2 separate regions of the Mus musculus genome follow, and region 2 is linked to region 1. A link is a contact called in public Hi-C data. All regions are on one chromosome and are shown on one strand. Each heading gives the region's core, a stretch centred on a gene start, on an enhancer-like site or on the middle of the called end of the contact. The rest is flanking DNA. Distances are from core to core; before and after follow the strand shown. Region 1 holds the start of Tet2 (tet methylcytosine dioxygenase 2). Region 2 has its middle 21 kb from the start of Cenpe.

Evidence for each region. A called contact is a pair of places that touch in the nucleus more often than the background predicts.
Region 2: a Hi-C map of B cells shows a contact between it and region 1, with 7 read pairs. The contact joins the enhancer-like site here to the promoter of Tet2 in region 1. A contact is called at or near these places in 5 of 39 promoter capture datasets (the 3T3-L1 cell line, the C10 cell line, liver and 2 more), 2 of 484 Hi-C or Micro-C datasets (B cells and palatal mesenchyme), 2 of 115 datasets of contacts at active chromatin or transcription factors (large pre-B cells and pro-B cells) and 1 of 9 other capture datasets (adipose tissue).

The regions. Positions count from the first base shown.
Region 1 is chr3:133,542,680-133,545,892 of GRCm38.p6, forward strand. Tet2 (tet methylcytosine dioxygenase 2) reads right to left here and starts at 1,711. Exons shown (of 11, transcript NM_001040400.2): 1 at 1,521-1,711.
Region 2 is chr3:135,190,416-135,193,628 of GRCm38.p6, forward strand. No RefSeq gene overlaps it. Among named protein-coding and RNA genes, the nearest start is that of Cenpe, 21 kb to the right of the region's middle. Within about 2 kb of position 1,641, at least 37 of the 459 cell types and tissues checked have an H3K27ac peak or open chromatin away from gene starts, as enhancers often do. A contact at or near this core is called in B cells, where this site is marked.

The DNA of each region.
Region 1 (3,213 bases), core at 461-2,960:
TTCCCGTACATGTAATCTTATCCTTATGATGGTTCTTTGCTGATGAATTCTGAGTATGAATTTTAGCATTATAATCCTAATTAGAGCAAAGTACAGTATGTGACTTGTGATTTTTAAATCTACAGATTTATTCTGCTCCCCAGATAGACAAACACCACAACATTTTGCTAAATTTTAAGCAAACAACTTGGGAAAAACAACAAAACAAACAAACAAACAAACCTAATTCTATTCCAAAAATTGCTCAAAGCAAACAAAATCTATCAATTAAGCCATTAACAAGCAAGTATCATGTCTTTTAACAGGACCTTCTCAAGAGTCTGGCCAGGCCTCACTTGGTTTCGCCAAACGTAGAAAACTCTCCATAGAAGAAACCCTATAAGCTTTCTAACAGTTAGCAAGCAGGTCTAGGGAAGAGAGTCAAGCTCTGAGTGAAGAGTGAGGAGGGGTGTTTGTGAACGACCAAATAAAAGAGTGAGTGCCAGAGTGAAGGAAATTTGGGATGGGACTTGTTAGAGATCTTCTCTGGGATTGGGTTTCATTTCTTCGGGCGCCCCTGACCTTGCCTTCTCCAACTCCAAACGCTTCGCCCGCCCCCTCCCCCGGCCTGCGCCTGCCTTTGTGTGTGCCTGTCACTTAAGGGGAACAGAACGAGCTGATTCGGGGGCAGCACAAAGCCAACACACAGATTTGCACAGATTCTCTTACACACATTTCCCAAACTGGAAGGCACAGCCCACTCTGAGCTTGTGAACCTTGAGAAAAGTGGGTTCTGGTCTTGTTTCAGGGAGCAGAGAAACTATTCTTTCCCCTCTCACTTAGCGCCAATAACAAAACGCGAGGACTCAAGAGAAAAAAAGAAAGAATGGAAAAAAAAAAAAAAGCCCTCCACGTAGTGGATCCTGAATCTACACACTGTGACATCTGTCTAGTGTAGTCCACGAGGGGACAAACGTGTTGGAAGCCAGAGACACAAACCCAGAACAGGACCCAAACAAGCACTACTGGAGATAAAAGAGTCAAACACACCGGGTCAGTGTTCTTTCCGGGGTGTCTGAGGATGAACTAGGGGCTCCCTGGACTTATACTAAGAACAGGGGAGAGGAGGATCAAAAGAGAAAGTGGTGGTCCCCAAAGATGAACTCTTTCAGGAAGGCAGCCCCAAGAAAACACTCACTTTCCTGAGACTAAAAGGCCAGAAGAGCGGCTGGTGGGAGGTACAAAGGTAAGTTTTCTGGGTACAGAGGGGAGACACGCATTAGCAGGAAGAAGGGACCACAGAAGTGCAGGTCGCAGGAGAAGGGGGTGCTGAATTAAAACTATATTTGTCAGCCATGTTGAAGAAGCTCCTGTAATTTGTGAGGCTTCCCTCTTCCCTCTTAGTATTTGTGGGTGACATGACAGTCCCCGCAAGGCCGAGAGAAAGAGAGGGAGATTGGAAAGGGACCATTCCGCAGCCGTCAAGAGCGAGGAAAGAAAGAGAGAGAGAGAGAGACAGGCGCGGACCTCAGCGCTCTGACCTGGTTCTGGTCCCTCAGCCTCGCAGTCCACCGCCGTCGCAGCCGGGTCTCCTTTCTAACAAATCCTACAGGGCAGCCATCTTGCTTCCTTCTGCTCCTCTACGAAAGCAGCCTCGCCTCCGCATCAATATTCATAAGGCAGTTTGACGTCTGTTCTCTAGGCTCGGCGGGGCCGGCTCTCAGGCGGCCGCCGAGGGGGCGGACGTGACTGGCATGCGAGCGGAGCGGGCGCGAGCGCGGGAGCGGGCCGTGCGCTCGCTCCCTCGCGGAGGCGCGGCGGGACCCGGGGCCGTGCGCTCGCTCCCTCGCGGGGACGCGGCGGGACCCGGGGCCGTGTGCTCGCTCCCTCGCGGAGGCGCGGCGGGACCCGGGGCCGTGCGTTCGCTCCCTCGCGGGGACGCGGCGGGACCCGGGGCCGTGCGCTCGCTCCCTCGCGGGGGCGCGGCGAGTCCCGGCTGCGCGCTCACTCCCTCGCGGGGGGCTAGGGGACCTCCTCTGCTCGGCTCCTCCCCGGCCTTTCCTGAGCCCCGGGTGCCGCCGGCCGCACACCCACGCGTGGGCGGCCTCCGCGCCTCTGTCTCCCGCGGGGGCCGCGTAGGCACTTGGAAACTCTGCGCCCTCCTGCGCGCTCCAGGGGCCCCTGGCTCCCCGCGCTCCCGCTGCCAGCACCTCACCAGTCGTCTCCCCACTCGCCCCCACACCCTGCCACCCCCTTCCCTGTCGCCCAGCCAAGCCGCTCCCCATTTCCCCAAAGGCCGTGCCGGGAGAGCTAGAGGGGCCTGGGCGCTAAAGTCTCCACTCTGCAGCAATCCGGCGGCGCCGGGGCTCTCCCCGCCCAGGCCCACCTTCTGTTTACTTTGGCCACGTGGGCCGCGCAGGGGGTGCTGTCTCGCAGAGCCCAGAGGAGCGGTGTCACCGAGCCCCTGCTTGTCACTCGAAAGAATTAAGCCAGCAGTTTCTAATGTTCAAGGCGCCCCCGTAAGTTCCTCTATTTTGCACAAATTTCCACTCCGTACGGTAAAGTAATGAAGAAACCGCCTTGTGGGAAGCTGAATTCCGAACAAGCAGAGAGCGCTCAGTTTTCCCTGAAGTTCAAGGCTTGTGCGCACCAGCTCTTCTGCTGGCACTTCCGTTTTTTAAACTTACATTTTAAATGTTCCTTTTGGTAATTATTAACTTTTGAAGATGAGATCGAGGCAAATTCATAGGAATCATGAGACAGTAGTTTAGGAAATTTGTGCTCACACATCCACCCACCCTCCTCCTGTCTTCAAGTTTTCAGTCACTGAATGTTACGTTTTAATAGGTAATCTGGGAACCTCTTCTGTGGGATCGGTTGCGTTCACAGCAACCTTAAGTCTACTTTAACACTATTATATTGTCTGTAATGCACCCTTTCTTTGTGTGTGTGTGTGGGTGGGTGTTCTTTAGAAATGAGGCCTGGAACCAACTAACTCTCTCTCTAACTCTCTCTCTCTCTCTCTCTCTCTCTCTCTCTCTCTCACACACACACACACACACACACACACACACACCACATAAATTTTGAAAAGAAAGAGCAGACCTGCAATCACAGCATTTAGAAGTCTGAGGCAGTAGGATGTCTGACAGTTTGAATTTAGCTGGGTATTGTAGTTAGATTGTTTCAAGAAGAAAGGAAGGAAAAGAAAGGAGAGAGAGAGAAAAGAAGGAG
Region 2 (3,213 bases), core at 391-2,890, 1.6 Mb after region 1:
CACCCACTCCCACTTTTTGGCCCTGGCATTCCCCTGTACTGGGGCATATAAAGTTTGCAAATCCAATGAGCCTCTCTTTCCATTGATGGCTGACTAGGCCATCTTTTGATACATATGCAGCTAGAGTCAAGAGCTCCGGGGTACTGGTTAGTTCATAATGTTGTTCCACCTATAGGGTTGCAGATCCCTTTAGCGCCTTGGTACTTTCTCTAGCTCCTCCACTGGGGGCCCTGTGATCCATCCAATAGCTGACTGTGATCATCCACTTCTGTGTTTGCTAGGCCCCAGCATAGTCTCACAAAAGAGAGCTCTATCTGGGTCCTTTCAGCAAAATCTTGCTAGTGTGTGCAATGGTGTCAGTGTTTGGAAGCTGATTATGGGATGGATCCCCGGATATGGCAGTCTCTAGATGGTCCAAAGTTCCTGAATAGAACAGCAATGGCTTGTGCAGTAAGATCGAGAATCGATAAATGGGACCTCATAAAGTTGCAAAGCTTCTGCAAAGCATAAGACACCGTCAACAAGACAAAAAGACCACCAACAGATTGGGAAAGGATCTTTACCTATCCTAAATCAGATAGGGGACTAATACCCAATATATATAAAGAACTCAAGAAGGTGGGCTCCAGAAAATCAAATAACCCCATTAAAAATGGGGCTCAGAGCTGAACAAAGAATTCTCACCTGAGGAATACCAAATGGCAGAGAAGCACCTGAAAAAATGTTCAACATCCTTAATCATCAGGGAAATGCAAATCAAAACAACCCTGAGATTCCACCTCACACCAGTCAGAATGGCTAAGATCAAAAATTCAGGTGACAGCAGATGCTGGCAAGGATGTGGAGAAAGAGGAACACTCCTCCATTGTTGGTGGGATTGCAAGCTTGTACAACCACTCTGAAAATCAGTCTGGGGGTTCCTCAGAAAATTGGACATGGTAATACCAGAGGATCCTGCAATACCTCTCCTGGGCATATATGCAGAAGATGTCCCAACCAGTAAGAAGGACACATGCTCCACTATGTTCATAGCAGCCTTATTTATAATAGCCAGAAGCTGGAAAGAACCGAGATGCCCCTCAACAGAGGAATGGATACAGAAAATGTGGTACATTTACACAATGGAGTACTACTCAGCTACTAAAAAGAATGAATTTATGAAATTCCTAGGCAAATGGATGGACCTGGAGGGCATCATCCTGAGTGAGGTAACCCAATCACAAAGGAACTCACACAATATGAACTCACTGATAAGTGGATATTAGCCCAGAAACTTAGGATACCCAAGATATAAGATACAATTTGCTAAAGGCATGAAACTCAAGAAGAACGAAGACCAAAGTGTGGACACTTTGCCCCTTCTTAGAATTGGGAACAAAACACCCATGGAAGGAGTTACAGATACTCTGCTATTCTTGCAGATAGGATCCTGAAAGCTCACGTGTGCAAGTTCTTGCATGCTCCACTAAACATGCCTTTAGCTCCAGCTTACTGACACACACCGCCTCTCACTGCAGCTTGTGGAGTCCCACTCTTGACCATGTCTCTGCCTCACCCCACCTCCACCTTTCTTCAGACATGATTGACTTCACCACATCCTGTGACACCACAGACTCTATGTGCCAGACATCCCACAAATGGTTTCATTTCCCAGTTGTGCCCAAATCTCTTATTTACATTAGTAAAGTGTCCGCAGACTACATAGCTGAGTAGACCAACTGAAAATAAACAACACGCCCACTGTTGTGTTTCACTTCTCCAAGCTCACAGAGATCATCTCCACCTCGTCGTTTTCACGTGCTATGACTTCCTGTAATAATTTTACCAAATGAACATATCCCTTCATCAGTAGGATAATAAACCATGAGCCTTAAATTTCTGCTGCTGCTGTTGTTGATACCTGCATTTTTTTTCCTAAAAGAATGTTGTCTTGTCAACAGTGCCACCTCCCAATCAGCTCTGCCTTCTATTTCTTCTTCCATTTTTTACACCCACAGCTAAAAAGACTTGATTAGCTTGTGGGGCTAATTAAACTCCTTTTGGGTAACAGGTGGTTCAACAGCTGTTGACATTTAATGAATCATTTGTTCTCATTCCAGACCATTTTGTGTATTCTTATTAAATGCTAAGAAAAAGGATGAGGGGAAATCCAGAAGAAAAACACTGCATGAAATTGTTCTTCAAAGGACTTTTTATCCTATGGATAATGAAACTAGTAGTGTATGCAGAAGCGTAAAATTCTACTATTTAAAGAGCTTAACAAGATAGGCGTAGAGACACACAAGTTATTGATAGAAACTGTAAACGGATTTTCTAAATTGCTAAGATTTATGAGCCAAATACAGTCTGCCACCTATCTTTACACGGCCCAGAAACTAATAACTGTTGTTTACATTGTCAAATACTGCAAAAGAAAGCAAAAGGACAATAATATTGTGCAATACATAAAAATAATAGACAATTCAAGTCTTGTTTTACTCAAGTTTTATTGGGACAGTGTCAAGACTATTCATTTGTCTATAGTTCTTTCTGGACTTTAAGACCAGTCTGGTATAGCTGCAAGAGGGATTATCTGGCCCTCTGTAGTGGCTATTCCTGGTTGTCAACTTGACTATATTTGGAATGAACTACAATCCAGAATTGGAAGGCTCACCAGTGACCCTTATCTGGAGGCTTGGAGATCCTTATCTGGATCTTGGTTTGGAGATCTTGAGCCATAGTGGCTATGGATTCCAGAAGATTGAATCTCCGAGTTTAAGGAACACACCTTTAATCTGGGCTACACCTTTCATCTGGGATTAAAGGTGTGGCGGAACACACCTTTAATCTGGGCGACACCTTCTGCTGGAGACAATATAAGGACATTGGAAGAAGGGAGTCTAGCTCTAGCTCTTGCTCCTTCGCCTGCTTGCTGCGTGAGACTGAGTAACTGCTAGATCCTTGGACTTCCATTCACAGCTGCGACTGAACAATTGTTGGGAATTGGGCTGCCGACTGTAAGTCATCAATAAATTCCTTTACTATCTAGAGACTATCCATAAGTTCTGTGACTCTAGAGAACCCTGACTAATACACCCTCCAAGCCTAGATCATGGTCATGTGCTACAAGTCCACAAGCCTGTCATCCCAGCTCTTGGGAGGATGAGGTAGCAAGACCAAGAGTCTAGACCAAAGTAGGCTATGTGACAACGCAAGACTCAGCCCCAAAAAATA